5 separate regions of the Mus musculus genome follow, and regions 2, 3, 4 and 5 are each linked to region 1. Evidence: chromatin contacts called from public HiChIP or PLAC-seq and promoter capture Hi-C data. All regions are on one chromosome and are shown on one strand. Each heading gives the region's core, a stretch centred on a gene start, on an enhancer-like site or on the middle of the called end of the contact. The rest is flanking DNA. Distances are from core to core; before and after follow the strand shown. Region 1 holds the start of Mmp15 (matrix metallopeptidase 15). Region 2 holds the start of Ccdc102a (coiled-coil domain containing 102A). Region 3 holds the start of Adgrg1 (adhesion G protein-coupled receptor G1). Region 4 holds the start of Adgrg3 (adhesion G protein-coupled receptor G3). Region 5 holds the start of Katnb1 (katanin p80 (WD40-containing) subunit B 1).

Evidence for each region. Promoter capture Hi-C pulls out the DNA fragments that hold promoters and counts their contacts. HiChIP or PLAC-seq counts read pairs in DNA pulled down with a chosen protein or histone mark.
Region 2: a contact with region 1 is called in a FOXA1 HiChIP or PLAC-seq map of pancreatic cancer cells. The contact joins the promoter of Ccdc102a here to the promoter of Mmp15 in region 1. A contact is called at or near these places in 1 of 39 promoter capture datasets (pre-B cells), 2 of 484 Hi-C or Micro-C datasets (both in embryonic stem cells), 2 of 115 datasets of contacts at active chromatin or transcription factors (embryonic forebrain and pancreatic cancer cells) and 1 of 9 other capture datasets (embryonic stem cells).
Region 3: a contact with region 1 is called in a promoter capture Hi-C map of liver, with 2.9 times the contacts expected there. The contact joins the promoter of Adgrg1 here to the promoter of Mmp15 in region 1. A contact is called at or near these places in 6 of 39 promoter capture datasets (the SN4741 cell line, embryonic stem cells, hippocampal neurons and 3 more) and 2 of 115 datasets of contacts at active chromatin or transcription factors (astrocytes and embryonic stem cells).
Region 4: a promoter capture Hi-C map of embryonic stem cells shows a contact between it and region 1. The contact joins the promoter of Adgrg3 here to the promoter of Mmp15 in region 1. A contact is called at or near these places in 2 of 39 promoter capture datasets (both in embryonic stem cells), 1 of 115 datasets of contacts at active chromatin or transcription factors (differentiating embryonic stem cells) and 1 of 9 other capture datasets (embryonic stem cells).
Region 5: a promoter capture Hi-C map of embryonic stem cells shows a contact between it and region 1. The contact joins the promoter of Katnb1 here to the promoter of Mmp15 in region 1. A contact is called at or near these places in 6 of 39 promoter capture datasets (embryonic stem cells, hippocampal neurons, liver and 1 more), 1 of 484 Hi-C or Micro-C datasets (CD4 T cells) and 4 of 115 datasets of contacts at active chromatin or transcription factors (embryonic stem cells, extraembryonic endoderm stem cells, neural tube and 1 more).

What each region holds. Positions count from the first base shown.
Region 1 is chr8:95,349,057-95,355,295 of GRCm38.p6, forward strand. It overlaps Mmp15 (matrix metallopeptidase 15), which reads left to right and starts at 3,240. Exons shown (of 10, transcript NM_008609.4): 1 at 3,240-3,962. The coding sequence starts at 3,813.
Region 2 is chr8:94,914,444-94,920,682 of GRCm38.p6, forward strand. It overlaps Ccdc102a (coiled-coil domain containing 102A), which reads right to left and starts at 3,655. Exons shown (of 9, transcript NM_001033533.3): 1 at 3,539-3,655.
Region 3 is chr8:94,973,713-94,979,951 of GRCm38.p6, forward strand. Adgrg1 (adhesion G protein-coupled receptor G1) reads left to right here and starts at 3,397. Exons shown (of 14, transcript NM_001198894.1): 1 at 3,397-3,705. It overlaps Gm30968 (a long non-coding RNA gene), which reads right to left and starts at 3,016. Exons shown (of 4, transcript XR_879113.3): 1 at 2,861-3,016; 2 at 11-158.
Region 4 is chr8:95,015,352-95,021,590 of GRCm38.p6, forward strand. It overlaps Adgrg3 (adhesion G protein-coupled receptor G3), which reads left to right and starts at 2,341. Exons shown (of 12, transcript NM_173036.3): 1 at 2,341-2,469; 2 at 5,582-5,732. The coding sequence starts at 2,418. It overlaps Gm51544 (a long non-coding RNA gene), which reads right to left and starts at 4,896. Exons shown (of 4, transcript XR_003947440.1): 1 at 2,984-4,896; 2 at 602-696; 3 at 296-401.
Region 5 is chr8:95,078,207-95,084,445 of GRCm38.p6, forward strand. It overlaps Katnb1 (katanin p80 (WD40-containing) subunit B 1), which reads left to right and starts at 2,995. Exons shown (of 20, transcript NM_028805.2): 1 at 2,995-3,098; 2 at 4,392-4,687. The coding sequence starts at 4,648.

The DNA of each region.
Region 1 (6,239 bases), core at 1,990-4,489:
GGAAGTCTGAGCTGTGCTGGGGGGGGGGGGGGGGGGATGGGCATGTAAGCCGTGCCTAAGGAGGCTGGCAGCCTTTGCTTGGCAGGCACCCAGACATGCAGTGTGCCTCCAGAGTGGAGCGCTGACAAGGCAGAAGCAGCCGGGGCGCTTCCTTCCAAAAGAGGAGAAGTGTTCCAGAAACCCAAGAGACAACTGGAGAGGGAAGGCCAGAGCAGGCTTGTCCACCGCTAGGTGGGTGGTGTTCGGGGAAGAACTGTTCTTGATGAGGATTTGATCGCGCTTGGGAGAGTACAGAATCAACACATCTGGCTCTGGCAACCTCAGCTGCTCCCTGCAGGGCAGGGAGGTGAGATGCTCATCTCCAGGCCTGGCTGGCTGATTTCCATCTGGCACCGAAGCCTTCTCCTCTGCCTCTTTAGACCACCCCAGCTCTGTTTCCAAGAGAGAGGGAAAGTACGTGGTTTGTTTATTTCTTCCTTCTCCTGGCACCCACAGTCCGAAAGACTGTCCTGTTGACCGAAAGGGTCCCGTTTTGCCAGCCTGGCACAGTACCAGTCACTGAAGTGATAAGTGCTCAAATACGAAGAGGCAAGAGTGTCAAACCAACCTTCCCCACCATAGAGGTTTTTGTGGATTAAAGAAATGGGGTGGTCTGAGGCATGGGAGGGTGGCTGGAGGTAGGGAAATGAGGCATAATGTGTTCTGCACTTTCAAGCCCCATCAGGGATGGGTTTGGGGTGTGCATATCTACACAGGTATGTGTGGAGGCTAGAAGAGGGGGTCATGTTCTTCCAGAGCCAGAGTCATGGGTAATTCTGACCTACCTGATGTGGGTGCTTGGAACCAAACTTGCATCCTCTGAAGAATAGGTAAATGCTCTTAACCACTGAGCCATCTCTCCAACCCATTCCCGTCCCTTTGAGCTGCCTCCAAGTCTGAAAAACAGGCCACCTATTCTCCCATGACCCTTTCATCCTAGGGGCTACTGACAGCAAAGCTAATGGGAGTGTACCACATAGCTACATACTTCTAAAACTGATAGGGGAAAAAAAATCAGGTAATGGGGGCTAGAGAGATGGCTCAAAGGTTAAGAGCGCTGAATCTGGGTCCTCCTCTTACAAATAAGAAAGCAAACCTAGATGGGAAACAAAATGCTCCAGATTCCAGTGAAGTCGACCTGGGCCGGGAACCCAGAGACCTGGTTTGAAATCCAGAGTTTTCTGAAGAATCTCTCACATAAAGATCCATTTCCACTGCTGCTGGGTGTGGTATTCGGCTTTAATCCTGGGAGGCGAAGCAGGTGGATCTCTGTGAATCAGAGAGCAGCCTGGTCTATAGAGTGAAGTCCAAGACAGCAAGGCTACACAATGAAATACTGTCTGGGAAAAACTTTTTTGAGGTGGGGAGGGGAAAGGGACGGGGGGGTGGGATCCATTTCCTACAGCTAGAACAACCGGCAATGGGGGGGGGGCATCAGATTTGACTTATCATAGTCTCTCAAATCTTGCCGACTCGAGTGAGATTGGTTTTCTTTTTTCTTATTCCGAGTTAGCCCCATAAACTCAGTTTAAAAAAAAAAAAAAGTTGGGAATAAATTTGGCAAACAGATGCAGTACACCTGAACAGAAAAGGGGCTGTTTTTCACCAGACACTAGACATTTGTCAAAATCAAATTTCTTTTTTTTTCTTTTTTTTTAAAGATTTATTTATTATATGTAAGTACACTGTAGCTGTCAGACACTCCAGAAGAGGGAGTCAGATCTTGTTACAGATGGTTGTGAGCCACCATGTGGTTGCTGGGATTTGAACTCTGGACCTTCGGAAGAGCAGTCGGGTGCTCTTACCCACTGAGCCATCTCACCAGCCCCAAAATCAAATTTCTAATTAGAAAATTCAGCAGCTGGTTTTCCCGGCGAGGGACCCCCAACAGAGAGGTCCACCAGTGGGAAGGGGAGAGACTGCCTCTACCTCTTCTCTAAATCCCCATCTCCTTTCCTCGAGCTGTTAGTAGGCCAGGCAATGGGTATGCTTTATTTTCCTTCAGCCGGTGAGTGGGTTCAAACCAGCCATAAGGTCCTTTGCCAGGTCTCCTGATTCTGAGAGGTGAGAGGGGTCGGAGGCATCCAGAGAGTCAACTCTAGGAAAGACCACCCTCAGGGAAGGTAAACACCATTTCTCTAGTCTGTGGGGAGGTGATAAAGTGTGCTGCCTTCTGCCCTGGTTCTCAAGTGGCATACCAATTCCCCCAGTTAAGGACACTAGGGCTGACCTGGGGTTGGACGAAGTTGCCGTGGCCCTTCGATCACCTTAGCGTCCACGCCGGAGTAAAAATTAAAATCCAGCCCCAGCTTCCCCAGAAGGTTTGCCCTTCCACCCGGAGTTCCGATGGGCCTCGCGGGCACAGAGACCAAATATAGTGGAATGGACTTTTCTTGGAAACGAAATGTGTGCACACTAGGAACCGGAACCCTCAGCCCAACACTGAAACTCAGAAAAAAATCTAGTCAGTTGCTCTTATCCACTGGGCAGGGAGTAAGGATGCAGACTCACACGCCTTGTAAGCGTGCGCTCTAGGTTGCATTCAGCACTAGAGGCGCCCCAGAGGCGCCCTAATCCCAGACTTCTCCACTGGGGAAATTTACTAAAGAGACTAAGACACTCTGCTCTGGGACTTGCGTGGGTGTGTAGGGTCTAACGAGCGCTACGGTGGCACAGGTTCTATCGGTTCACCAAGTAGGTCCTGGAGATCGAAGTTTTTCGCCGTACTTGACAAATTTGATAGTGGCCAGGGCCTTTACCTGCTGAGCCATCTTACTTGCTCCTCCAACTTCCCCCCACCCCCAGAGTTTTATTGCCATGTTTAAAAGCTTAAAGCAGTACTTCAGGTCCTTACCCAAGTCTTTTTCTGTCCCACTTTGATCTGAATGTCCTCTCGCCTCCCTCCAAGGGAGATCTCGCCTTCCTTGCGCCCTCCCTCAGCATAGGGTCGAGTCATGGGTCACTCCTGCTCCCCAGAGATAGGAGCTAAGCAGGCTAGGAGAGGTTTACTGCCATCAGGAAAAATGGAGTAGGGTCACCCACCTGCCGGGTCACCGCAGGCGGCACCTGCTACTGAGAAGCCTCGGGTTAGGTCCCGCCCCCAGCCTCCGCCTGGCTTTGCGCACAGGGAGCACACTGGCCCTTTAAGAACCGCGGCTCCCGCCGCGCACTGGGAGTAGGGCTGCGGAGCCAAACTCGCCGGGGACGCCGGGCGCTGGCTAGCTGGCTGGCGGGCTCGTCGCTCTGTCGGGCCGGTTCCCTGCGCCCCTCCCGGGACTGCCTGGGGATCCAGGCCCGATTGGGCGCGGCAGCTAGTGGAGTCGCCAGAGGGAAGCGCGCACTCTGGGCAGCGCGGAGGACCTTGGGCATGGACAGAGAGTGCAGGGCGCGCAGGGGGCGCCGCGGGACCGGGCGGCCGGAGCGCTGAGCCAGACAAAGGCTCTGGAGTTCTGCTTGCTCTCGGGGGCCGGGGCCAGGGCGCACCGCGCCGACGCTGCGAGACTCTGCGGCGTGCAGCTCGGCCGGTCCCCTTCTCCAGCGGGCGAGTCCCCGCGTGCCCCGACCTGCCCTGCCCGCTTCTCACCCGGTTTGGGAATTGGCAGAGGGGACCTGAGCTCCTCAGGCAGGCACCGGGAGCCGGAGGTCCGCCGCGCGCCCGCGGGGCCGGGAGCCAGGGAGCGTCGCAAGTTTCCCAGCCGCGTGCGAGGACGCGGTGCGGGCCAGCCAGCTAGCCCCGCGTGCAGCGCTCAGGACCGGGCTGACTGCCTAGGAGCATGGGCAGCGACCGGAGCGCACTCGGACGTCCAGGCTGCACTGGCAGCTGCCTCAGCAGCCGAGCTTCGCTGCTCCCGCTGCTACTGGTGCTTCTGGACTGTCTGGGCCATGGTACAGCGTCTAAAGACGCCGAAGTGTACGCCGCGGAGGTAAGAACCCGAGGGATGTAGTGCGAACCACACCCGCCGCAGCGGGGACCTGCAGGTGGGGGGAGACGCACCCGGCCTTAGGGGGTGAGGACCGATCTGGGCTGGAGAGCCTGATTGAAAAAGCGGGACTGGCAGGCTGCCACTCCCTGGTCAGAGCTCTGCTGCGCGCCTCTTCCCAAAGCCCTGGGAGCACAGAGCTCGCAGCTGCTGTGCACCCTGAAAGCCGCTCGGGGCACTGACCCGCCCTAGCTTGAGTCCCTGCAGCCGCTTCCGCAGCCCCTATCCCTCGCCTCCAGTCATTTAGCCCGCGCGATTCCTCGAGAGCCGGATCCGCGCAATGTGGGCTTTACGAGTGACGAGGGGTGGGGTGCTGCGGGTAGTGAGAGCTTAGGCGGAGCAAGAGCCCCGCAGCGCTCGCGCTTTGGCTGAAGCTCCTTTGGCTGACATCGTGCGTCGCCGGGCTAGCCAGGGTGGTTGGGGGATGGGTGTGAATCTCCCAGGCTAATGACGGATTGCAAAGGTGCTTTGGTGACTTCTTGGGGCTGAAGCATTCCCACTCCAGGGACAGGGTCTGAAGGACAGGCCCTATCTTCTGAAACACTTTTCACACCAGCGTCCCTACGCCCAGGCCTGGGTGAAACTGGGTAGACTCCACGCCTCTTTTCTCTGGAAGCCGGGCTGACGTCCATATGCTGGCTGCTCTCTGGATTGGTCCTGCAAGTGACCAGGCGCGGTCTCTGCTCAGAGTCCCTATGGGTACCTCTCCCTCCAGTGTATGCCCCTAGCGCGCTGGGTGCCATCGAACTTTTAATGATCATTCTTTCCAGCTCTAGGAGAAAGGAGACTAGGTGTGGAATCTGGAGAGAGGATGAGCCAGGGTCTGCATCTTCTGTGTAGGCTTGGGGCCTTGGTGCCCTTGGGCTGCCTGGAGCGATGGTTTGCAGACAGCCTACTATTCCATCCCAGCCCCGAAGGCTTGCCCAGTTTTCTAGTCTGCCTGAGAGAGATTTTTCCAATGGAAGTCTGTTCCCTCCCCCATCTTACTTTAATAAAAACTTGGGTTGGGGGGGGCCAGTTTACACCTCCAATCCTCCACCTGCCTTGCCTTCCTCTCATCAGATCAGAGAGTTGCAGGGAACCCAACCCAATTCACAATGCCTTGGGGCAGAGGCTTTCAGGGGGAGCTCCTGCTGGTAGGAATTGTTTGCCTGTAACCTAGGTGCTACCACCAGAGAAGGTGCCAAAGAATTTCAAGTCACTGATTCCCCTTTGAGAATTTGTGGCCTACACAGACCAAGCTGGAGTCTGGTGGTTGTGAATGGGCCTCCTGGATGGCCAAGGAGCTGAGGCTTAGGGAGCCTCCTCCAACTGAGGCAGTACAGCCAAGTGTGCCCACAGTCTATCACCACCACCACGTATACACATACACACACCGCAGAAGAAAACCATGGTGTCCCTGGCTAAGATTGACTCTTGGGGTACAATTTTGGCTGTGCCTAGGCTGTGGCTGGAGGGGACTCAGAAAGGTTGCATGTTGGAATCCACAGTGGGTGGAAGGATGGATGTCATAACCCTTAGAGCTGGCTTTGGCATACAGGCTGCTCTGAGACATCCCGTAGGACTGGTCATAATTGGACCCAAAGAGTCCCTTGGCCCATCTGCTCAATCTAGGCCTGCCATCCATAGTGTCCAGATTCCCTTTCCTTTGAGAAAGGTCTGGTTCTCACTTAAGGGAGTCCACAGCTCCTGACCTCTGGTCAGTTCTTGCCTGTGAGTACCTTGAAAGCTGAGCCAAGGCCAACACTCTGCCTCTTTTCACCCTCCCAGGTGGCAACCACAGGAATTCACTAGATTAAGGGACCAGAAACGGGCCTGTGCTAGGAGCTGCTGTATGCCTGCAGACAGCCCCTGGTAGCCTGCCTTCCTTGGCAAAGCTACTCCTGAGCTATTCTGCCCTAGCCTCTGCCATTTTCTCCCCTGGACAGGCACTGTGATCTAGGACCCCACTTGGATGGTGCCAGCTTGCCACCCCATCCGGACCCTGACCTGCTCCGTGGCTACAATTGCTGGCAACCTGAGTGTCTTTGCTTTTTGACTAGGGAAACTCTTCTTTCTCCTTCCCGAAACTTAGCGCTCTCAGCCTATCCTGTGGAAGTGACTCAGGCTGCCAGAGTTCACAAGTGGGGTGCCACCAACACCAAAACTGGACATTCCCACCTTTCCTGAATAGTGTCACAAGACTTCCTGTCCCCATCTGACAACTGAGGAAGGAGTCGA
Region 2 (6,239 bases), core at 2,405-4,904, 430 kb before region 1:
TAGCCTTGGCGCCCACAAGCATCTAGACATTTCTGCACACACAGACACATCTGGGAACATACACGCCATCTCATCCACACAAAACAGGGATAAATGACACAGTCAGAGATGGACCTATAGGCACCATGTGGTTATACAAATAGATAGATATACTTGCACCAGCACACGGATGGGCCCCTAAACATACACTCTTAAGAGAACTCTGAACACACACACATACACACACGCACACACACATATGCACATACTCCTCCTTCCCCATGTTCCTGGCCCAGTTCCATCAAAACAGACCTAAGAGAAGCAGTACTAGCATCTGCAGGGGAGAGGAGAGGGGTGGGGATTGGCAGGAAGCCCAAGTACCAGTCCTGAGGGCAGGCCTTTCCACAGCCCCACAGAAGTGTGACAGCGGGTGCTGTTGCCATATCCACTGGCTTGGAGCTGCCAGGCCTGGCAAAGGGCTCTGCTCGACTTAGAGAAGACTCCAACTGGCTCCTTTGAGAAAGGCCAAGCCCATGAAACAGGAGCAGGGCAGACATTATCCAGGCCCCTAATAGCTTCCAGGTTGGGGCCTCCAAAGGCAGCCCTGGCCAGTCTGGGTTGCGGAGGGGGTGGGGGAGGCCAGGAAGGCTGTGAACACCCTCTGCTTTTCTCCTTATGCCTGGGACAGGTATGCACACGCATAGAGGGGGAGGTGAGGCGCATCCACCCCTCCCCCACAAGCACACCTGTGCAGACCCCAGTGCAGCTGGCCTCTGCCTAACAACACCCCCTCACCCCCATTCCCACCCTACTCACATAACAGCCTTGGAAACACTCAAGTAGCTTCAGTAACCCGGGTACACATGCCTCATGCTATAGATAGGCAGACAGGGCCCAGCTGCCGGTCACTTGCCCCTTCCTGCCCAGGTTCAGTGCCTTCTTTGTTTGATGACATTATAGGGGGTGGGCTCCCGATTTATCACAATGCTGCCACTGCACTCCAAGCTCGGGGGGGGGGAGCAGCCCCCACATACCCAGAGGGTTCCTTTCTGTCTTCATCCTTCCTAAAGTCAGGCAGCCCATCCTCCTGACTCAGGTGCCACTACTAGGAGGAAATGCCCTAGATGCCCTGTCCCATCCCACAGCCAGCCATACCTGGCCAGTGGCCTCTCTTATAGCACAGCCTCCCACTCAATGAGACATGTGTGCCACTTATATCTTGCGTATAGTACTTGCTTAAAGTTGGCTGGAGGGATGGAGGATGGAGAGCTGTACCCTTGTGTCTGAGCTGAGCTGCAGGTCTCAGAGCTCCTGAACTCCAGCTGTCATTCCCCGTTCTCAGAAACAAGGATGTTTTGACTGGACACTCATTTCAGGCCACAGATTCAGTGCTGCCCGTAGGAAGTGACCAACGTCGTCTTTTGTTCACAGACTCATTGGGAACGTCTCCCTTTCCTTCTACATCTGTAAACTCCTACACACCCTGCAAGATGGACCTGCAACATCTCCTCGCTTGAGAAGAACTTTCCTAACCTCTGAATACTTCGTGCTAGTTTCCCTAAAACACCAGCACCTCCTCCTTTGGGGGTGGCAGTTCACCACCTGTGGGTCACGACCCCTTTGAGGGGGGGTGTCACAAATCAGACATCCTGCAAATCAGATATTTACATTATGATTCATAACAGCAGCAAAACTGGCTATAAAGTAACAAAAATAATTTTCTGGCTGGGGGGGGGGGGTGGTCACCAAAGCATGAGGAAGTGAATTAAAGGGTTGAGGCATTAGTGAGGTTGTGAACCTCTCCTTTAGGAAGTGTGCATTCTAAAAAGCTCTCAAAGGCTTCTTGATTTTGTTAGCTATTTGAACAGGGCTGAACAATGTGCTGTCTGAATGTGTCCTGAGCCTATGGGAGATGGATAAAGCTCCTATTAGGGGGACCTCTTGTGACCAGACAGAGTTTGGGAGAGCGGTGTCATCCTAAAAATCAGAAGTTGGTTTTCAGCCAGGCGCTAATACAGGTAGGTGTCTAAGCCCATCTGTGGCCAAGGTCAGAGTCCGGTGTCTGAGCTCTTGCCAGAGGAACTCTCTGATGGGGAGAGGGAGGAGATATTCAACATTGTATTCTGCCCTCGAGGTTCGGTTGGTTTTCTCAGAAGCCACTGCAAGGAATGAGAAACACTAAGCCCTGGATGGGGACCAGCTGAGGGAATGGGGAACCCAAGACCTCCACAGCTCAGAATTCTCCCGTATCTTCTTAGAATCTTTCAGGTGGACTCTGGGGTAAGCCCAGGGCCACAGGCCTAGCTGTGGGTAGGGATTAGAGCCCAGCAGGAAACCACAAGGGGACTGCCTGATTGGATAAGTGCAGGGCCCAAGGCTGGTCAGCCCGCAGACTGTGGGCTGTCTGTCCCTCTGACCATGGATACTGAGAGAGCCCAGCTTACAGCTGCTGGACCTCCAGGAAAGAAACGGAGGGGTGGGGAAGGGAGGAGAGCAGGGTTTCTATGCTAGAACAGAGCTTGTGGCTGGGTCATGCGTGACTACCTGAAGAGCACCATGCCCCTGGAAGCGCTTACTAGGGAGATCTTCAGATACTAGGCCCGCCAAACAAACATGACTTGGAAGAGTGGAAGCTTTCACCTACTCCAGCCCCAGGACTCTTAGCAACTCTTGGCATCGCACATTCGTATAGAACAGACATTAACCCTAGCGTTGCTATTACACACCGTGTGGTATGTGCAGGTTCCTGGCCTTTCTGAGCATCAGTTTTCCTATGTATTGAGAGGCACCAACAAGATTTCTAATTCCTCCAGCAGGTGGGTAAGACTCTGCCAATAAGAACTCATCGTACTCCTACAACAGCTCAGTAATCCGGGCCGAATAAGGGACATTCACTTACGCAAACTGAAGTCCCGGGATGAGGAAGAGTGCTACCCCTCGGCACAACCAGGGCAGTGGGCTGCTGAAGCCCTTCCCTTCTCTTAGCATCAAGCCCTTGCCCCACTTGCCCGCATTCCTTCCCGAAATTAAGTTTTCAGCTTTCCAGGGCCCAGTCCCTACTTGGTAGCCCCTTCGCGGGCCACCAGCCCCGCTCCCCCTAGCGGCTGGAGGGGGTGCGGGGGTCCGGTCCTGCAAGACGCGGTCCCGCCCACCCCACCGCTTGGTTTCCATTGGTAGCGCAACGGGTCTGGGCGTAAAGCCGTGCTCCGATTGGCCAGTGCCACCCGTCCGTCCGGCACTCGCCATGGTGACCACGTTGGGTCCCCCGGGAGAGTTCCACATTCCGCCCCCGCCTGCCATCCCCCCCCCTCCTGGCCCTGCCGGCATTCCACGGGCGCCCCCTCCCCCACTGTCCCGCCACGGGACCCGGCTTCCACGGGGATGGAGACGGGCCGGGGGACTCTAAGTGGGACTAAAAAGTTGGACTCAAGTTTGGGGTGCGGCGGGCGCCGCCCCGGCTCCTGTCCCTCGCTGCAAAGTTCTTCCCTCGCGTGAGCGGCTCCGAGACCGCAGCGAGTACCCTGTCGCGATGACCTCCCGCCCCGCCGTCCCCACTCACCTCGGGCCGGGGCTGGGATTCCGGACGTCCGAACTGCTGCTCTGGGTGGAGCGGGCGCGGGGCTGGCTGCGGCGGCCGTCGGGAGGCCGGGGGAGGGCCGCCAAGTCTCCTCCTCCTGCCAGGGGAGGGGAAGGGGAGCGGGCGGGGGCCCCTCGTGGGGCGCGGTTTGCTGCGGGTTGGGGCCAGGCAGCCGGACCCCCCTGGCCCGCCCAAGCATGGGGTCGCCCAGGCAGGATCCGCGTCCTCGGCTTTCCCGCCAACCACGGTCTAGGTGATCCAGGACAGGAGTGGGCACCATGACCCACGAGGAGCTTCACTTTGGTTAACTGCATTACTTCCAGTGCTAGCGCTGACACCGACTGGACTTGGGCCAGAGTCCATGTCCTCACTGGGCCTCGGTTTCCCTTTTTTGTACAAAGCGACTTCAGGCCTATAAAGGAGAGTGATGGGACCTACTCCCACTGTGGAGATTTTCCCTCTGGTGTGCGATGGTGCTTGGCAGAACCCTCTGACCTTCTTGTACACACCCATTAGGCTCAGGCTCTCTCTCTCTCTCTCTCTCTCTCTCTCTCTCTCTCTCTCTCTCTCTCTTTGGGATAGGGTGTCTGTAGTCTTGTCAGGGAAGAAGAAGGTCAAGATGGTATCTCCCCTTCACATCCTGCTTCGAGGTTGGTCTGTCTTGCCGACAGGACCAAAAGTCACAAAAACGCGTGGGCAGCTAAGCTGGGTTAGGTTATTGTCCAGAAAAGATAAAGATTATGAAGATAAACGAATCACATACTTCTTGGTTAAGAGTGTTTTAATTCTAATCATGGTCACGAGCATAGTGGTTTGTGAAGAGTGAATCACATACTGAATGTTGAAGGTTTTTTTCCCCCCTTACGGAGTTGAGCTATTATTGGTTTGCTGTAAGAGATTGTTTTGTTTTACCAAAATACCGGGGCTAGCTGGATATGGTGGTGCACCCCTTTAATCCCAACACTTGGGGCCTCTAATCCCAGCATTAGGGAGGCAGAGACAGAGGCAGGCAGATGTCTGCCTCACAGGAGTTTGAGGCCAGTCTGGTCTATCTACATAGTGAATTCCAGGAGAACCAGAGCTAGTAGAAAACCCCTGATTTACAAAAATAAATAAACCAAACAAACAAACAAACTAGGGCTTCTTCAAAAACAAGGATCCTTTGACCTTCCCCCCTTTAAGGGGATCCTGTGTGTATTTGGTGGCCTCCAAGGTCAGAAGAGGGGCTCAGATCCCTTGAGACTAAAGTTACTGATAGCTATGAGCTACCATGTAGGTGCTGGGAACTAAACTGGGGCCCTTTGAAATAGCATTAAGTACTCTTAACCACTGAGCCACTTCTTCAGATCTCCCCCCCACCCCCAGCCCCCCACTGAGTATTCTGAGAACTCAGTACATCTTTTTGATGTCATACACTTCCCCCACATCCTTCTCTGTGGTCTTCAGCTGTCTTCTCTGCCCCACCCCCACCAACTTTGTGAAGTCCCACAGATTTTGCAAGTTTTATAGTTTCACTTGCCCCTTCATGTGCTGGGCAGGTAGTGAGTGGTGCTTGCTTGGCAGCTGTTATAATCAGCAGAAGACCAGTTTGGGTGGGAATGCTTGCACTTTGGTTAGCATCTACAGATCACTAGCCTGCAGACCCTCCATTGGCTGTCCTCTACATCATGTACAGGGGGAATGTGTGAGATACACATATTGAGAACTCATGACAAGACAAAAAGAAAAAACAGACTTCCTTCTAGACCTGGGGAAATGAAAGTTTAGATTGGCTTTTGACTCGAATGGGATCTCACAGCAGTGAGATGTCCCAGGGAGAAGGGATGTCCTGGCAGTGACAGCTCTGAACCAAGATCTCAGAGCTCTTTCTCTAGTGTTGGGAGCTGGTAAAGGGTGGGAAAGTGATGGAGGTCCGGCTTATGGTATAGTTAGCCTTTGACTGGACTTCATTGCAACTGAGCCCTCTCTCTTTGGAGAGGAAGTAGTGTGTGTGTGTGTGTGTGTGTGTGTGTGTGTGTGTGTGTGTGTTTTGCATAGGGTGGATGAGATGAGGGGAGCCACTCACTCTTGGAACTCAGTACATGCTGGCCATATAGGCTAGATGGCTCTCTTAAGTTACCTAGCTGTGCAGCTACTCTGTACTGGCCGTCATTACCACCATGTCATGATGAGCCCAGGGAATATCAGAAACCCATTGGTTGGCTTAAATTCACTCTGGGAAGTGGCAGAGCCTGTATCTCCCAAGTTTGGTTACTGACCCTCTTCTAGGCACCTCTAGTGAAATGGTAATCTGGTTTTAGCCTCCCTCATCTGTGGACAGGGCAAGGGGTTTTTGTCTTCAGACTCAAGACACTGGAGATTGAGTGGGGCCTGTGTTAGTATGTCGCTTCTATACCCTTGCTGTTACCATTACCATCAGCACATGGGCATTTCAATTTATTTATTTATTTATTTACTTACTTATTTATTTATTTATTTAATGTGCACTGGTGTTTTGCCTGCATGTGTTATGTCTGTGTAAGGGTGTCACATCTTGGAGTTACAGACAAGTGGGAGCTGCCATGTGTTCTCCCAGGTCCTCTTGAATAACAGTCAGTTCTCTTAATCATTGAGCCATCTCTCCAGACCACATTGGCATTTTTTACTTTTTAGAATGTAAGTATATTTCAAGGCAATGCTCCCT
Region 3 (6,239 bases), core at 2,147-4,646, 380 kb before region 1:
TGTGACTTACTTGAAAACACATCAGGATGGACCTCTCATTGTCCCCTACGGACTGAAGATCTAAGAAAGGCTCCAGCTCCGAAGCACTGAAGTGCTACTGGGTGGCAAACGCTCAGACAGCAACAGGGTGCGCGGGGGTGGGGGGTGGTTTCCCAGTTCTAGATTGGGCACAGATGGATGACTCTGTATGGAGGAATCTAGATGCCAGACTTGACCTCGACCAAAGGACACAAAGCTTCTACGAATGAGCTCACTGAGAACTTAGCCCAGTCAGGCTCTGCTGCACAGCCCAGGGTGGCCTTGAACTCTCCACCCTCTTGCCAGAGCCTCTCGCTGGGATGTGATAGCCATCACACCAGGCTTACCATGAGCTAGGCAGTGCCATCAGCTACCCATCCCGACTCTTTTCTGCAGAGCATGGTGAGACAGCCCGGCATGCTACTGGGGGTGGGCTCTAGAGCAGTGAGCTCACACACCCACATGCCCCTGAAGAATGGCTTCTGCCAGGGGTGGCCATAGGGAGACAGTCCTTGTCCCTGGAAGCAGTGGGGACCACCTCCATTCAGTAGCAGGAACAGCACTGAGCGCAGGGAGGATTGCCAAAAGCCAGTAACTTAACCTTCTGCTCTGCACTGGGGATGGGGAGCATTTATGGGGTATTTAGACATGTGTCAGCCATTGAGAGGGACTGAGTGTCTTCTCAGGGAGTCCTCACAGCCTGGAAAGGTGCCCCTAACACCTGCTGTGCACACATAGGAGGCTGAGGGAGGTGACTGAACAGCAGGTGGGGCTGGGCTTCAGGCAGTCTGAACTAGCAATCCCCACCCCCACCCCTTACCCCACCCTACCCCCACCTCATCATTTCTACTGCCCGCCCCACAGGGTGTTTGTTTTCTGAACCAGAGAGGCCCAGGCACCTAGGACTTACTAGGCAAATATTAGCTCAGTGGATAAATACAGGAACTAGGGAAAAATGCCCCAGTCAGAAGCCCTGCCTGAGTTCACACCTGCCACCGTGGGTGAAGCCAACACCTTCGCAAGGTTCAAGAGGAGCTCAGCCATGGCTTTCCACAGAGATGGGGAGCTCACCCCCTGACCTTGTGGGCTCCACCAGCTCTGAGAGGGAACATGGAAGCTTGAAAACACGGGGTACACACCTGGGGACTCCCTCACCTTCTCACGAGGTACCCAGGAAGGGGAGGGCTCTGTATTCTTTTCTCTGTCGTCAGTGATGGGTGGGAACAAGCCTGATTCTGGAGTTCAGCTGCCTGGGTGTGACTTCAAGCCTATTCCTGGGCCTGACTCTTGACTTGCTTGGGTGTACCCTGCCCCTCAGGGCCAGGATGCTGCTCCCTCCAGGATGAAGGAGAAGTCAGGTGTGACCTAGAGTTTACATTTGGCTCAGGTCTAGCTGCCCGGATTATGGTGGTTACAATCCATCTCTGCAGGTAGCAGGTCTGAGACTTGGATAGGTTCTGGTTACATTTCATTTCCTTAACCTACTGTACTAGGGGATGGTCTGGGTCACCAGGAGACCATACCTTCAGACTCACAAATGCTCCTCAGTGCCTACCTACCCTGCCAGGGCTCACTACTTTTCCAACTCTTGTTATCATTGGAGGGCAAGCAGGGCAAAAGAAGGGGTCCCCATTTGATATATGACCTGCGGCACAGAGAGGTTAAGCAACCTTTCCAAGGAAACCCAGTGAAAGTGGGCTCAAGACTGGGATTCTAGCACCAGTCCTTGCTATTAGGTGACAGAATGGTAGCTATATCACATGACGAGGCCCCTGAGGACATAGAAGAGGATGTGAAGTGTGGGTGTCACAAGTTAGGGATACAAGAAATCACTGGCACTCCCCTGTGTCCTTATCAGGGCAGACAGTGCCTCTGGGGCCATGGGGATCTGTAGTCAAGCTTTTTCTCTGGGTCCTTTTTTTGACATTCATCTTCCTTGGCTCCTCCCCACCCCCATCTGCTCAGTTCTAGAGATCCAGTTTGTGCTGGGCAGAGCAAGTTTGCATGCCCACCCTGTAGCCAGAAGTTCCCACGTGGAAGGGGTTATGGCGGGATTGAGAGTCCCAGTGGGGCCTATGCAGACAGGTGCTTATGTCATCTCAGGGGACTGGTGCTCCCTTTTGATATCCTTCTCAACTCTGTGGCCTCGTCTCTGTCTTTGGTTCCTTCATTCAGTTGCACAGCAGTGAGCACCCTCCTCCTCCTCATCCCTAAAGTCAGGATCACCGACCCCAGGGCCTTTGCACAGACTCTTCCATCCACTAGAATGCTCTGCTCTTGGTACCCCGTAGGCTGCCTCCTTGGATGCTGTCTACACTCAAGCATCATTTCTCACCGTGAATCCAGCCCTGCTCCTTTATCAACTCCCCTCACCATATTTTCTCCCCATTATTCTTACTATAGCTCTGGATAGATTTCATATTTATTGCTCATTAAATTTATGATCTGTATCCCTGCAGCTTTGAGCGGGCAGGGATTTTAGTATATGGCTTGTAGCTGTCGCTCCTATGCCCTGCACAGTGCCTGGATCACAGCAGGCTTTCCACAAACATGTGACGGAATCCATCCGCTGGTCCATCTGTCCATCCACCTATCTATCTATCCATCCATCTTTTCTTATCCACTCACTAGCCATACATCTTCCCTCTAGACCAGACCCTATTCTGGCCCTGCTCTGGTAACTGCTGGGGAAAAGCAGACAAGACAAGCATGGGGATTGACCTGAGGGGCAAGAAACACAGTGGCGGAAAAACATGGCGGGAGGGCCCGGTGGGGAGGGAAGCGAGGTAGATCCTAGGGGACTGACAACCCCATGGGCCTGGCCCACAACAGTGTTTCATACCCCTTGCTCAGAGGATCAGCTTCTGCTTGGATTGGCGTCCTCAGGGAAGTATGGCTCAGCCAGCAGGTCTCTATGTTGGGAGCTAGGTGTGTGCATCAGGACTCACACACATACCCCGCCCCCATACTAGTGCCTGATTGCAAGAGCATTGAAAGAGAGGTGGGTGGCAGGGTCTGAAGGAAGTGCCTGCACGAGGCCTCTCTCCATTGGTGGAGCTCGCCTGGACTTCTCCCCTTGGCCCCCTTCCAAGATACCTGGGGCAGCTGCCACCTCCCATCCCTAGCAAAAAGCTCCAGTTCCTGCCCCCTCACCTTCTGCCTGCTCTGATCCCACCTGAGTCCAGCAGGACATATTGTGAGAGCCCCACCCACAGCCCCGGAGCCCTCCTGTATCCAGCCTGTGGCTGGTGTGAATGGCGCTGCAGACAGGATATGGTCTGAAGAGGCTGGAGAAGCCACAAAGGGCTGGCAGTTTGCAGGTGTGTGTGGGCGTGGCGGCCTGCCTCCCACAGCCTGAAAAGGGTCTCTGAAGCCCAGAGACAGCGTGATCCCGGCCTCCCACGGGGCAGCTTTTACTGTCTAGGGAAGAAATCCCCAAAGTCCATGGAGTCTGAAGACTCTGTCAAGCCTCGCTAGGAAACCTAGGAGTTTTAGAGGGCACTTGGCACCGGAAGCTAGCCGGGTAGGCGGAGCCTCACCTGGATTGAGTTCACAGCTGCCTAGACAGGCTCAGACTAGGTGCTGGGCACCTGGGAGGAGGAGGAGACATTAGCAGCAAAGGCTGTTAACAGAAGTGCCTGCCTAGGCTTGGAGGCAAGACGCTGCTGTTCACAGTGCGAGACGGAGGTAAGAGAGGGCAGCGGGTACGGCATGCACTTCGCCTGGCCTGGCCCGCTTGACCTTAGTCTAAGGTTTAGCGCAGTGCTTGGGAGTTCTCGAGTGTGTGCTGGATCGTATCTCCCAGGGAACGACTGAGTTTGAGGTTCTAGCTGGTCCTAGGATACTCCTTGCCGCTCAGAGTGTGGGGCTGGGCGTGCTCACGAGGGGGCACTGGAACACGTTGGCCAGCTGTGTCCCTCTTTGCTCAGAAGGGCACCACTGCCACGAGGGCCAGAGTGAAGCTTGGACCCTGGCGTGTGGTTGAGGACTGGCGGCATGAACCCCATTTTTCCCTTTGTCCCTAGTGCTTCCCAAGCAGTTTCCTCCTGAGATCCACGGGGGCGGGGAGGGCGGGGGGTGGGGGGACCGGTTTAGCAGCAGCTCACTTTGGTTGTTTGACTTTTGAGGAGGAAGAGGCAGGCAGCCTTTCCTGGTAAGCCAGCAAAAGGGTAGATAGAGCTCATGTATATGTCTCTCTGTTGCTGCCAGCCACAGGTCCCCATGCCTGTCAGCCCAGGTCTGTCACCCCGTCTGCAAGAGTCACTAGAGGGGGTCCCAAGAGTGCACACCTCCTACCAGTTGCTTCCCCCACATGGTAACCCCAAAGATGCACCCAGATAGGTAAAAGTTCAGGCTTGCCATGGCCTCTGGTGGGACCCTGGCATTCCTTCCAGCTGGACCCATGTCCCTAGCTGTACCATGATGGAGATAGACGGGCCCCCAGATGTCAAATCATATATGGCTTCTAAAGCCCCAGTGCCCAGCCCCCAGCCCTAGCTCACAGCCCCCACTCAACCAGACAAAGGTGGGCGGCTGGCGCCGCTGTTTGCCTCTGCCAGTCTGACTCCCTGAGGCGTGTGGGCTGCATGGTGGGCCCCTGCTAATGAGCATCTGTTATCACTCCATTATGCCGCCTGCGCCACCTGCACCCCAGCACTTAGTGGGAGACCCCGGGGGGTTCCCTGGCAGCTGGGCAGAGGGGCATGCAGAAGGCAGGAGGTGTTGGGGGGGGGCAAGGTCTTCCGGGGCTAGGGGGCCCCATGCTCTGTGGGATTTCTACAAAGTACTTAGGATTCCAGCTCTTTATTGTATCAAAAGAGAAGTGCTGGGGATGGGCGGGGTGTAATCGCCACACTAGGATGGATGAGGCAGATCGGTTTTGAGTTCCAGGCCAGCCTGGGCTACGTGGAGAGATGCTGTATTGAAAGAAAAAGGGGGAGGGAAAAAGGGGAGGAGGTGGTGGCAGTCTAGGGGGATTTTGGGTGAGGAAACGAGTGTCTGTGAATTCCCAAGTGAGTCTCCCCAGCCAACATCTCACAAACGCATCTGTGCTGTGTATGTATTGAGAAGGGGATGTGGTTGCACATGAGGGCACAACCAAGATTCCGGTCCTGGAGACTGGCAGTGAGTGACCTGGCATAGTGTTCTTCGTAAGATGGAATGACCTACCCATTCTTCGTACGGGGCTGTACTGTCTTGTGGGGTAGTCCCTAAACCTCTCTGGGCTTCCCTTGCCTGCCTTGGTACCGAGGAGATAATGCTTCTCTGCTTGATCAGAGACAGTTGGACCAGTTCTGGTATCTGAGCAGCTTCCACTCAAACCTCAGGACAGGACCCGGGGAGGGGCGGCATAGACCGGGCACAAGTGTGAAACAGTTGGCAGCAGCTGACATGGCCTTTTTGGGGAATGCTAGTCACCTCAGACCATGCTTGGCTCTCTAGCTGAGGCAGGGTGGCTTCTGTGGAGGGTCGAAGTCCCTCTGTTCCTGCACACTGGAGATATTTTAGGAGCAGCCTCAAGGGGCTAGGGAGATAACTCAGCTGGCAAACATGCTTGCTGTGGAAGCATGAAGGTCTGGGTTTGGATTCCCCAGCGCCACAGTAAAAAGCTGAGCTTGGTGGTTTGTGCTCGTACTCGAGAGAGGCAGAGACAGGAGGGTCTCCAGCAAGTCTAGCTGAATCAGAGAGCTTCAGGCTTTGGGAGAGACTCTGTCTCCAAAAGTAATTTGAAGGGCCAGCAAGATATTTAGGCTAAAGGACTTTCTTTCAGGTCTCATGACCTGAGTTATCCCTCTGGGTCCCACATGAGGCAAGGAGAGAACCAACTTCTGTGAGTTATCGCACACACACACACACACACACACAGACACAGACACAGACACACAACCTAATTCTTAAAACATTTAACACGTAAGATGGAGAGTGATGGAGGAAGACACACACAGGGTTGACTTCTGGCCTCCACCCCATTTGCACATAAACATGCACACATTCATGTATTTCAACACACACTCAAGAGCAAACCCAGTGGTCAGGAGGGTGCCGTACCCATTTTTACACATGAGAACACTGAGGCACGGAAAGATCAAAGCCCAGCAATTTGATGCTAGACTCTCACGGCAGTTATGGAGGGCTTTGGAGCTATACTGGGAGGAACTAGAGTGTCGTGGAGAGTGGTTTGGAAGCTTAGTCAGTGGCTCCCGTGGGTCAGCCTGCTTCTG
Region 4 (6,239 bases), core at 1,091-3,590, 330 kb before region 1:
CTGCCTTTTAATTGCTGGGATTAAAGGCATGGACCACCATGCCCACCTTACTTTGGAGTCCTTATGTTCCTCCCCCTGCGGAAAGAACCAGACTTTCCCGAGCCCCTCTGCTGCGTGTCCTGGCCTGACATCCCCCCTCCTCTCACAGGAAGAAAGCCTCCACCCCAATTTCTTCTTTCCTAACCTCTGGTTCTGAGGCTGGCTCAGAGAAGGAGATGGGACCCCTGATATCTCTGAGTCTTCTTTGGCCCGAGTAGTTCTTTCTAGGCTGAGGATCGGTAGACAACACACTTACCTTCCCATTAAGGCAAGCAAGAGAGTCTCTAAAGACACGTTTCTGATCTGGATACAGTCAGGTGATACCGGCTGGCCTGGCAAAGGGCTTGAGACCTTGGAATAAGCTGCGGTGACAGGAGATAGGATGGGACATGACTGTTATGTTAGTCCTGAAATGTGGGGGCCCAGGGCTCTGCAAAGGATCTCAGGCTAGTACCTAGCTAGTCTCACTGGGTCCTTCTAGAAGCTCTGCAGGGCCTGGCTCTCCCACCTCTCTACCTCCCAGGGACACTGGGCACTATGCTTCTGCCTGCAGGTCACCAACCTTTTTTTTTTCTCTCTCATGTATCCATGAGACCCATGGAGCCATATGAGACACAACCCAGCATATCAGGAACCACCGTGTCACGACATCCTTGCCTGAGGTTGGGAGAGACGCCACAAGCAATTAGGGGAGGCTGACTCAGGGCAGAGCAGGCCCAGTGGCTCCCATCTTCCTGTCAGAGGAAGCTCAGGGACACAGGAACTTCTGGATTCTGACCTGGGACTCCAGGCTCTATCCGTCCCCACCCCCACCTTCTACAGAGCAAGAGTGACCTGTATCCCTTCCCACACCCCCTCAGATCCAAAGGGCCCAGCAGGGGACCATGTGAAAGGAAGGAGAGACAGATGATGGTTATAACTGGACAGCTCCCCAGAAAGAGCAGAGCTAGCTCAGTCCTAAGGGGGTGTCGGTAACAGGTGACGGTATTGAGGCTCTTTTACCCATCTGAGTAGCTGTGGACAACCAAGGGCCTGGCCTTCTCCATGACTTTCTTGGGGTCAGCCGACTGGTAGGCTCCACCTCTTCCCCAGGCATGTGCATGTGTGTATGTGTGTTTGTGTGTATATGTGTGTATGCGTGTGTGTATGTGTATATGTGTGGTTGTGTGTATGTGTGTTTGGGTGTATGTGTGTTTGTGTGTATATATGTGTGTTTGTGTGTATGTGTGTGTGTATGTGTGTTTGTGTGTATGTGTGTTTGTGTGTATGTGTATATGTGTGTTTGTGTGCATGTGTGTATGAGCCTATATGATTCCCCATCCTCCTGCCTGGACCAGCAGTGACCAGCCTGGAGAGGATGACTGTCACTTCACAGAACTGATAACTAGTACATACTAGTGCTGGTTAACTAAGTACCTCCTCTACAGAGCAGCTCCACGCATCTCATGTCCTTCCCATCATGCCTGAGAGGGGCCAAGCAGCAGACAGCTCCCACAGGGTCATCAGGCCGGGCAGTGGCCACAATGGATATGTCATGGCTGATGAGCTTCCCCAGATGCCAGCGACCTGCACAGGGCCCAGCGTCCTATTCCTGATACTAGCCACCAGCTTCTTCTCCCTGTTATCCTGCCTGTGGGAGAGGCTCAAGGCCTGCAGCATCAACTCTCCTCCCCATCCCTCCCCTCCCCTCCTCCCTCCCCTTCCCTCCCCTCCCCTCCCCTCTAGGAGACCATGCAGGTTAGGTTTGCCTCTGGCCTCATTCATAGGCTTTCCACATCTTTGGCCTCATGGGTGTGCTTGGCTGGTTACAGGTCTCATCAAATCCAGACACTGACAATCAGCCTGTGTATGCTCTGTGGAGGATGTAAATAAGCCGATAACCAGCCCAAGCACATGATAGTAATCACTTCTGTGAAGTGACAGTCACCCTTCCCCCTCCCCCAAGATGGTCACTGCTGGTCCAGGCAGGAAGAAAGGGGACCACATACACACATACAAACACACATACAGAGGCAGGAATGAGTCTCAGACACCCTTGCTAGGGAGATGGGGAAGGTATGACTGACTCCAAGTCTTAGGGTTTCGCTGGGCAGAGACACCTATGGCTGCTGGGCTCCTACTCCAGCATCCACTCATACAGTGGTGGAAGGTTAGCCCAGTTCCCTCTGCAGGTGGTCTCAGGAGCATTTGAGATCCAGAGCTCCGCCCAGTTCCTCACATTCACCTTTCACAACCCCTCGATGGCGCCATTCATTGGTCAGGAAGAACGAGAAAGAGGCCACAGGAAACAGTGGCCGCACGTCAGGGGGCAGGAAGAAGGTCAGTTGGACAGTTTGGGACTGAGGGACCACACAGCCATAGAACTTCGCTGAGCACTGATGGCGACAGCCAGGAGTCTGGGCCTCCTGTTCTTTCTGCTGCTGACTTCAGGTGAGCGGGCGGGGCTCCTCTAGCTATCCTGCTAAGCCTGGGAGACTCTGTGCTGCAAAGGGCCCCAGGGGAGCATGGGAAGAGACCCAGGGACTCGTAGTGACTCCCTCATCATCCCTTCTGGCCTTGTCCCTCCAGGTCATCCCTGTCCATCTTGCTGGGTCTCAGGCTCCTGTTGTCACCCCATAGTGTATTGTCGGTGGGCAAGAAAGACACTGCCCATCTGTTCTGGCTGGAACCAGGTTCTTGGACATGGTGGGTCAAACAAGCTATTCAGTTCTGGGCTCCAGGCAAAGGCATCAGAGGCCCTGGAAGCTGCCTGTAAGGGCGGACAGCTGCTCTGCCCACATAGTCCATCCATCACAGGCTCCCCGTTCCTGTCGGCACCATTCAGTGTCATCAGTGACAGGAGACGGGACCCAGAGCACTCCCATCACATACAGCTCAACTTAATACACCGACATGAGATTCCCAGTCCTGCCTCTACCCAAGTTGAGCCTGCTACCCCCCTCACCTCCGTAGATGGCTATACCCTTCTTGACTGTTGAGAGATGGCTATGTGGAGTGATGAGGTGCTCCCGTCTCCATGCCCCGCCTCTCCTTGTTTGCTCCAACTTTGGCAAGTATCCTTAGGTGTCTGCCTTTCTGAGTCACTTATGGACAAGTGACTAGTCACACAGATTAGCATCTCTTGGTTCAGAAGAAAAAAAAATCTCTTCTCTTCCAATGCTGGGACAGTCAGTCAAGGATAGAGTTGAGTGTCTGACTCAGAGGTGGACCAGGTATTGTGACATATACTTGCACTTGGAAGGTAGAGAGGCAGAGGATCAAGACTTTGAGTTCTGTTTCAGCTCATAGTGAGTTTGAAGCCATCCTGAGCTATTGGAGATCCTGAGTATAAAAGTGGGTAGAAATTGACAGGGCTGTCTTTCAGCAGAGCAGGCAATGCTGGACAGGCCAAAAAGACTCCTCCGAATGGAGATGTGGATCTAGTAGTGGCAGGGATGCTCATGACTGGGCAATGTGTCAGTCACCTGAGTGACATAGGAGGTAGCATCGGATGCCTTTTGTCCATTTACCTACTGGCTCTTTGCTTACATACCCAAGAAATATACATGGTGCTAAAAAGAGGCACAAAAGTGGTAGCTACTTGCCTGAGGGAGGCTCTTGGCACCCTGAGTCTGAAGGCTGAGGAATGGGCTAGCCCCAGGTATTGGCTGCAGAAGGGAAAGAGGCTGGCAGTAAGTGGAGGGAGGGAGGCTGAAGGGACAAGGGGCAGGGTATAGGGAACATATGGGTCACCTTCTGGCCTCTGACCTCCTGCCTGCCCTCACCTGCTGCATCCCAACTGTTGAACTCACACCAAGGCGTCCAAAGTCCTCAGCAAACACCCTTGAGACACAGCACTTCCTAAGATCTTGAGTTTGAGGCTAGCCTGGGCTATATCCTAAGGACAAAGCGGGGTGGGGAGCCACAAGTTGGATGTCAAGAGCTTCCCTTAGGTATCCCTGCTGGGATTCCCAGCAAGGTGGAGGAAAGCTGTATTCTTACCTACCCTGAGGCCATCCCCCCCTTTCCTAACCCTTGACACCCCCCTCCCCCATGGAGTCCTTCTTCCTCCTCTCTAACCCTCCTTAGATTTCATGTGAATGCAAATAGGGCCGATCTCAGAGACTGAGCCTAGCATCTGGTCTCAGTGCATCTTATAAGCTCCACATACTATTTGAAAACCGAAGCAAAATTGAACAACATATAGACCCAATTTCTATAAATATGCTAATATGTTCTTCCCTGTTCACTCTTTGTCCTGCCATGCCTTTATCATGAATTTTATTTTCTGTACTAATATTTGAAAATGAACCAGCTTTCTTTAAATCGGAAGTGGTAATGTCCATGATATTTTTCGTGGGTTTTTTTGTTTGTTTGTTTAAGATTTATTTATTTCATGAATGTGAGTACACTTTCACTGTCTTCAGACACACCATAAGAGGGCATCGGATCCCATTACAGATGGTTGTGAGCCACCATGTGGTTGCTGGGAATAGAATTCAGGACCTCTGGAAGAGCAGTCAGTGCTCTTAACCTCTGAGCCATCTCTCTAGCTCCAATGATATTTTTTCAATCAAATACCAGCAAAGGATATTTAAAAAGTATCAAAAACAAAAAAACAAAACAAAACAACAACAAAAAACCCACAAAAACCAAAAAACAAACAAAAAACCCCCAAACCAACCAACCAACCAACCAACCAAACAAAAGTCACACCTTAGTCAGGTGTTGGTGGTGCACGCCTTTAATCCCAGCACTTGGAAAGTTGAGGCAGGAGGAACTCTGTGTTTGAGGCCAGTTTGACCTACATAGTGAGTTCCAGAGCACCCAGGACTATGTGGAGAGACTAACTCTGTCTCAAAAAAAAAAAAAAAAAAAAAAAAAGCTACATCCTCCAGAATACCTCAGATGGTCTGTGTGCTCAGGTATATTATCTCTTTTCATCTCTAAAACGTAAAGGGTGAGAGGACCAAGCGCTTGCGTAATTTGCCAGAGGACAAACGGCTAAGCAGGGACAGGAAGCTTCCTGCATTCCATAGCACAGGGCTCTGCACCAGAAGTCACAGAACTGGTCTCTAGTCCTGAAGCACCTTCCAACATGGGCTGACTACTCCCCAGCCTCAGCCTGCTGCAGCCTTTACCCAGTCCAGGCAAAGATGGGAGGCTAGGACAGAGCCAGCCACAAGACTTACAAGAGTTAGAGAATCGGCCGCGGCGCCCGGGTGCCTAGCCTGGGAGGATCTGACGGAGCAAGGGCAGGAAACCAGGCAGGCTCTGTGGAGGATGTGGCTGAAGAGCCACAGTTCTGAGAGATAAAACACTGTGCACTGCCAGGCAAAGCCTTTGTCTGGAGAACCACATGCCACGTGTCGTCATCTCCCACCCCCACCCCCAACCCCACCCAGGCCCTGTGAGGTGGGAATGCCAGTTCTCCCCTGAGAACTCCGGGACTGGGGAGGGTGGAGTCTGCCGGAGTGCCCCTAGCTGGGTGATGGACCAGCTACCTCTCCTAGGCCACTGCCCCTCTCCCACTTGCCCCATCTCACCCCACTTCCTCCCCTAGATGAGGAGACCACGGAAGAGCCGAGGAATGTCTGCCGTCGGCTTCAGGAGGGCCACGAGTATGACACCTTCGACTTGAATGACACTGCTCAGTGTTTCACCAAGTGTGGGCAATCGGAGCACAGCCCCTGTGACGTGGGGAACCTGCAGAGGTGAGAGGAGAGGAATCTGGGCAAATGGGAGGAGTGGCCTGTTGGGAAGCCATACTGTCATAAGTTCTCAGCGCCCTAGAATAGCATGCTGTTCCCCTTTCACCCTTTCATGTTCTCCCTAACCTGGCCCTGCCTTGGTCATCAGAGTTGCTACTGATTAGGACAGTGGTTCTCAACTTGTGGGTCTTGATCCTTTTGAGGGTCAAATGACCCTTTTCCAGGGGTCACCTACGACAGTTGGGAAACACAGGGGAAGGACTTTGGGGTATACAGGACAGCTTTCTGGTGAATCCACACAGTGGTGGATAATGTAGCTGCTTAATTTCATAGTACTGGGAAAGAACTAGAGTGCTTTGGACTGTAAGCATGCAAAGAGGTGCGGGGGACAGAGGTGGCAATGTCGAGATGAGATGAGGGCCGGGGGGTGGGGTGGGTGTTCAGACTGGAAACGCAAGCAAGAAGTCAGGGGTGAAGGACCAAGTTAACTAGACAATTATGGGAAGCAGA
Region 5 (6,239 bases), core at 1,745-4,244, 270 kb before region 1:
GATTATCAAGTGTTGGCTCTCCAGATGGTTCCATGGTCACCTGCCAAGATCTGCTGAGAGCTCAATGTGTTGATGGTGGAGCAGCTCCTAAAGTGAGAGCGGCTTAGCTAAGGAACACACCCCAGGACCAGGCGGCTTGATATTAGAGGACAAGAGACAGAATCCAAGTTCCTCTTTCATTTACCACCTGTGAAATGGGGCTATCCATGTTTCCTGAAGTAAGACTTAAAAAGCAGAGAAAACTGGGTATAGTAGCCCATGCCTGTAATCTAAGCAGGAGGATCAGAGTTTAAGATCTGTCTCATCTACATAAGGAATCTGTTTCAACTACATGGGTCACATGAAGCTCTGTTTAAAAAAAAAAATAAACAAAAAATAAAAGGGACTGGAGAGATGGCACTGACTGCTCATCCAGAGGTCCTGAGTTCAATTCCCAGCAACCACATGGTGGCTCACAACCATCTGTAATAAGATGCCCTCTTCGGGTGTGTCTGAAGACAGCAACAGTGTATTCATATACACATAAATAATTAAAACAAGAAGGAGGAGGAGGAAGAGGAAGAGGAGGGGAAGGAGGAGGAGAGAAGAAGAAGAAGAAGAAGAAGAAGAAGAAGAAGAAGAAGAAGAAGAAGAAGAAGAAGAAGAAGAGAAAAGAAAAGAAAAGAAAAGAAAAGAAGAAGAAAAGAAGGAAAGAAGAAGAAGAAGGAGAAGAAGAAGAAGAAAAGAAGACCTTGCCTGTAATCTTCTCCAGGGCATGACACACTCAAGACAGGTCTCACAGCGGCTGTGGTTGCCTGTACTACCTGGGCCAGTGGTTAGGCAATCATGTATCAGGGAGGGACTCCTGGGGCTCTCTTCTTGTTGAATTACTGGCTGCTGCTGAATTCCGGTTGCGGGGCAGTCATTGTTTTCACTCAAAGATGAGCCCAGTAAGCTTTAATGCATAGTTCCAAACCCATGGTTAAAGCCAGGGGTGCATGCTCATGTGGTAGCCCATGCCTTTAATGCCAGCTCTTCATCTCTGTCAGTCCAAGGCCAGCCTGATCTACAAAGTGAGACCCTGATACAGAGGGAGGAGAGAAGAGAGAGAGGAAGGGTAGTGGGAGATCCAAGAGACAGAAATAGGATGATCTTAGAAGAGTCAAGTATGCCAAGAGTGCAGAATCTTGTCTGGTTCCTATAAAGATACTGTGCCCCGCCCCCCACATGTGTGGTGTGTGTGTACACATGTCCCATTGTATCACTATGCATTGTCCTCTGACATTCTTCACCTTATTCCCTCGAGTCAGGGTCTCTCACTGAACCCGTAGTTAGGATGACAACCAACAATCTTAGTAATCCTCTTGTTTCTGCTCCCTATAACACTGCTCCTTATAAGCACACATGCACCATGCCCAGATTTTTACATGGGTCGTGAGGATTTGAACTCAGGTCTTCATTCTTGCACTGCAATCACTCTTAGCCACTGAGCCTTGCCATTTCTCTTGGTCCTAGGTAGTTTGTATTTCCAGTGCTGGGGATTGAACCTAGTGCCTCCTACATACCAGTCAAGACTCTCTTATCACTGAGCTACATCCCCAGTCTTGTTCCTGCTTATAAGTTATGTGTATTGGGGATGGTGACAGTCATTTTAATATAGTCTGCATGTTAGAGAATGAAGTTATTTCAGGGGTGGTGACATTGGTTATGTGACTAAGGGCCCTTAACGATCTTCAGGCTCAGTGTTGCCATGACTGAAATGTCTTAGGATCTGTAATGTACATATAATTGTATAAACAAAGCAGATAAGGCAAAATGTGTCAAAATGAAGAATTTGACTTTTTTTTTTAAATAAAAAGTTGCGGGAACAGCAAAGTACAAAGTTTTGATCAAATGTTATTCTCCAAATCCAGGTCTCTTAATAATTACCCATTTCTACGCAGGGCCGACTTCCCATTAGGCTGGTGGGTGACTTTTGTTCCCGTAAAGGTTTTGCATTTAATAGGGACTTTGTGTGCCTTGCCTTTAAGAACAAAAGTTTAAGTCCTGGGTCCGATCTTCCAAATGTCTGGTCTTTTTCACCACAGCATCTGTTTCCTCGTCTAGAAATGGGAAATTCCTCCCGTTCCGGACTGTGTAGAGGAGAACGCCAGATGCAGCAGCCCCGACCAGAGGGGAGTGAGTGTAGGATAGACCAGAGTTGGAGGTTATTTCTGCAAAGGGCTGGGACCGAGTTTCTCAGTAAGGGGGGGACCCGAACTCATGGTGGGTTATGTAGCCTGTCCCCATCCCAACCTGTCTGTCCTGTCACAGATATTAGCCTTTCTCCGGTTCCGTAGTTTTACTTCCGCACGCAGGCGAGCAGACACAAGCCTAACTCATCCCACTGTGCTACTGTGATCTTAGGGACGAACTCCTGGGCTCGACATCGACCCCACTGTAACTAAGCTCTGTTTCCCTCGAGGTCAGCGAACTCCAGGAGACGTGTGGATCCAAGTAAGAGCCAAGTCCTCCCACTACGCGGGCGACACTCACAGTCTGAGGGCGGGGTCCTGGCAGCCCTGTTTCAATATGGAAGATCTGCAACTTCATACCACTCTAGAAGTCCCCTTTCCATTGGCTATCTCAGAGCTGGTTCTCCAATAACACTAACGTTTATTGGTCAATCCAGAGCTGTTGCTGAAGTGATTGGCGCAGCCGCCATCGGGTGCAGCTCGCGGATTTTTTAAACACAACCGGGTTCCAGGAAATGCAGGAAAAGGGCGGAAAAAACCAAGCCTGACTGGGGGCGGGACTAAGAACGCAGAAGCCTGTATTGGTTCTTCTGGGACCTAAGGGCGGTCCGTAAGCGCTTCTTTCTCGTGATTAGTCTGAGTCGGGGAAAGGAGGCGGGTAGTTACGTAAATCGGCGGAAGCGCTTGCTTCCATTGGTCAATTCTAGAGGAAGGCGGGGCGTCCGTGGCGACTGATTGGTGTAAGAAGTGAAGTGGGAGGGACTCTAGGCCGGAGGTTTTGTTGTGAGGGTCGGTTGTCAAGCAGCGACCAATCAGGGCAAAGGATGGAGGCAAGTGGGGGTCGCGCCTGGAGGGAAGCCTTGGCCTCCAGAGCTACAGCTGCAGGTAGAGTGGCTCTCGGGGTCTTGGAGGCAAAGGGAAAATGGCTCTAGTCTTCGCCGAGCCTGGAGGGGACAGTCCGGTCGCCGGCAGGAGGCTCTCGGCCAGGACAGGCTGGAGCCAGTGCCCCTCAAGGCAGACGGGAGGAGGGTCAAGCGAAGCTGAGGGACCGGTGGCAGGTTTGGGATGAACGAGCAGGACGGGTGTGTGGAGGCCGGAGAGGGAAAGCTGGTGGGCCGGAAGCAGAGCTGAGGGTGTGCGGAGGATCGTATTGAGTCGGGGCTCCAGAAACAGGAGAGCGAATGAATGGGGGATTCTGATAGCAGCGGGGCAAGAGAAGTAAAGAGGGTCTGGCGAAGCATGGCCAACTAAGGAAGCTCAAGATGTGCCAGAACGGGAGCATAGGCAACAGGAGAAAGAGAATCCAGCGAGAGAGCTCCTGGGCAAGAGGCGAAGGGCCGTGGCGGCGGTGGAAGGCTCCATCCACGCTGTGGCCTTTTAGAATTGAGGAGTCATTCCGACTCACACCTAGACTGGAGACTCAATTCCTAGCTATGCCCTTGAGAGTTGCAGGGAGTGGGCGTGGTTCCCTTACCAGGGAGTTGGTGATGGAGGAAGCAAGAAGATTGGACCCTCAGAATCCTCTCAACATCACCCCCTCCCAAGGCCTTTACTGTTCTCTCTCTCTCTCTCTCTCTCTCTCTCTCTCTCTCTCTCTCTCTCTGAACGTCTGCCTATCTCTCAGTCTCTCTGTTCGTCTCCGTGTATCTCTCTGTCTCTCTGCCTTTTGGATGCCTCTCATGGGCACCAAAACATAACCTCAGACTCCAGTGCCCCATCCAATACATGGGGTGCAAATCCAAGTGGACTGCAGTTATGTGATCCTCTCTGCCCCATAGCAGGTGCTGGGTTGGCAAGTTAGGACACCCAGCATCCAGGAGCATTACTGTAGGCCCCTGAGAAGTCAGTCTCTCCATCCCCTCTCCACCTACCTATGTCAGTCTGTCCTTCCTTCCTTCCTTCCTTCTTTTCTTTGAGATAGGAACTGACAGAGATCTGCCTACTTCTAGCTGGCCTCCTGAGTGCTGGGGTTAAAGGCGTGAGCCACCAGGCCCAGCTACCTAGGGAAGGTCTTTTATCTTTGGGCTCTTAAGTCACAGGTTTTCAGACCCAGTGTGCACTGCAGCTCCAGGCCCTGGAGGCTCTGGCTAGTCTGTATCAAGTGGCCTTGATGACCCAGGGACTTGTAACTCGTCTCAAGCAGTTCCTAACCCACCATCGCCTCTGCTTGCATTCTAGCCCAGTGTTGAGCTGAGATGGTCCAAGCCTGACATTCCATGATCTGGGATCCCGACCTATGTGTCCAGGCTGCTGCTTGATAGCGGATGATCTAAACCACCAGGCAGTCCTGGGCCAGGAGAGGCGGACTCTCTGCCTGGATGTGTGGGAACTCCCTGCCAACTTGATTGTCGGATCTGGGGGGGATCCACCCCCACCCCACAGAGAAAGCACAATCTGTTTTGTGGGTGGGGTCTCAGGCGCCACCCCCTGAAGCATGGCCACCCCTGTGGTCACCAAGACAGCCTGGAAGTTGCGTGAGTACTTTTCATTTATCACCCTGTTGTTTTGTAAGCTGAGTAGTCTTAGCCTTCAGCTCTGTCTCCTCTCCCTGGCACAAGAGAGACTCACAGTCCTTGTTTTCAGGTAGACAAAGATGTCAATCACATTGGGCAGGTGATTAAGCAACCCTTCCATACAGCAAGATAAGCACAGCTGTGCTTGGTACTTGCTCTGAGATTCAGGTGAGATCTGTCTGGTCAAGCTGAAGAGCGGAGTGTTGCGAGGAAGGCTGAAAGGCGGTCCAAGAACCCCAGACATGTCCCAGGTCCCTTTTCCTCCATCAGATGCAAGGATCTTGGGATGTGGATGGAGGGGAGGTTGCCCAAAGATGCTGGCAGGGCTCTGAAGTGAAATCAAGCAAAAATAGTTCAGAATTCTTTAGCCTAAACTCTCTTAGATTCTTTTCCTTTGTTGAGATAGGGCATCCCTGTAGCCTTTGCTGGCTTGGGACATGTTCTTCTGCCTCCTGTGTGCTGGGATTAAAGGACTGTGCCACAATGCCTGGCTCTTTCATTTTGTTTTTTTGTTTATTTGTTTGTTTGTTTTTCTTTTTCTTTTCTTTTTTTTTCGAGACAGGGTTTCTCTGTGTAGCCCTGGCTGTCCTGGAACTCACTCTGTGGACCAGGCTGGCCTCGAACTCAGAAATCTGCCTGCCTCTGCCTCCCGAGTGCTGGGATTAAAGGTGTGCATCACCACTGCCTGGCACCTGGCTCTTTCACATTCCTAAACATTATTGACGACTCCAAAAGGCTTTCATTTATGAAAGTCACACTTACCCATATATTCTGTTAGAAAACAGTACTGAGACAGATGTGCACTCAAACCTGACAGGAGTGACGATGTCATCACACGTGTGTCTTCTCAACGGCTCCTCTGGAGCGAGTGAGAGCACCCAAGGCAATACCATCCTAGCATTTCAGACAGTAGCTCCGTTCTTTCGGATCCTCTAAAAGGCTCTGGAGGATCCCTAGATCAGGCCTGGAGGACCTTCATCTCACCTCTGTGGCTTTCTCTCCAGCCGTAGCTGGTTGTCGTAGGTTTGGTGTGCTGTCCCCGGGCTGTTTTCAGGAGCAGATGAGGAGACTTTGGGCAAAGCTGTTTTGGTGACTCAGTCTCCTCATTGAGAGATTGAGATCATTTTTAAGTTGTCCCCCAAAGCTGTAAGGTTCTGGGAGGACCCTGTTCATGGCAACTTTTGGCAGAGTAGCTTTATGTCAATTGGCATTATGCATCTTTAATGGCTTACCCTACCTGAAGGTAGAAGCTGATGCGAGGGAGCAAGTGAGGGCCAAAGTATCCAAGGTCACTGCATAGTGGGAGCTCAGCCCGGAGAGAGCCACAGCTGTCTGTTTCCAGTCCTGCTCTAATTCTGAGTGTGCGTGCTTGCATGTGCTTGCGTGTGTGTGTGTGTGTGTGTGTGTGTGTGTGTGTGTGGTCAGTTAATTACTGATGAGGGTAGAGGGTGCATGAGCAGCGAGTGCAAAGGCCCGAAACAGGAAGCTTTATATGTTGGAAAGACTTACAGGA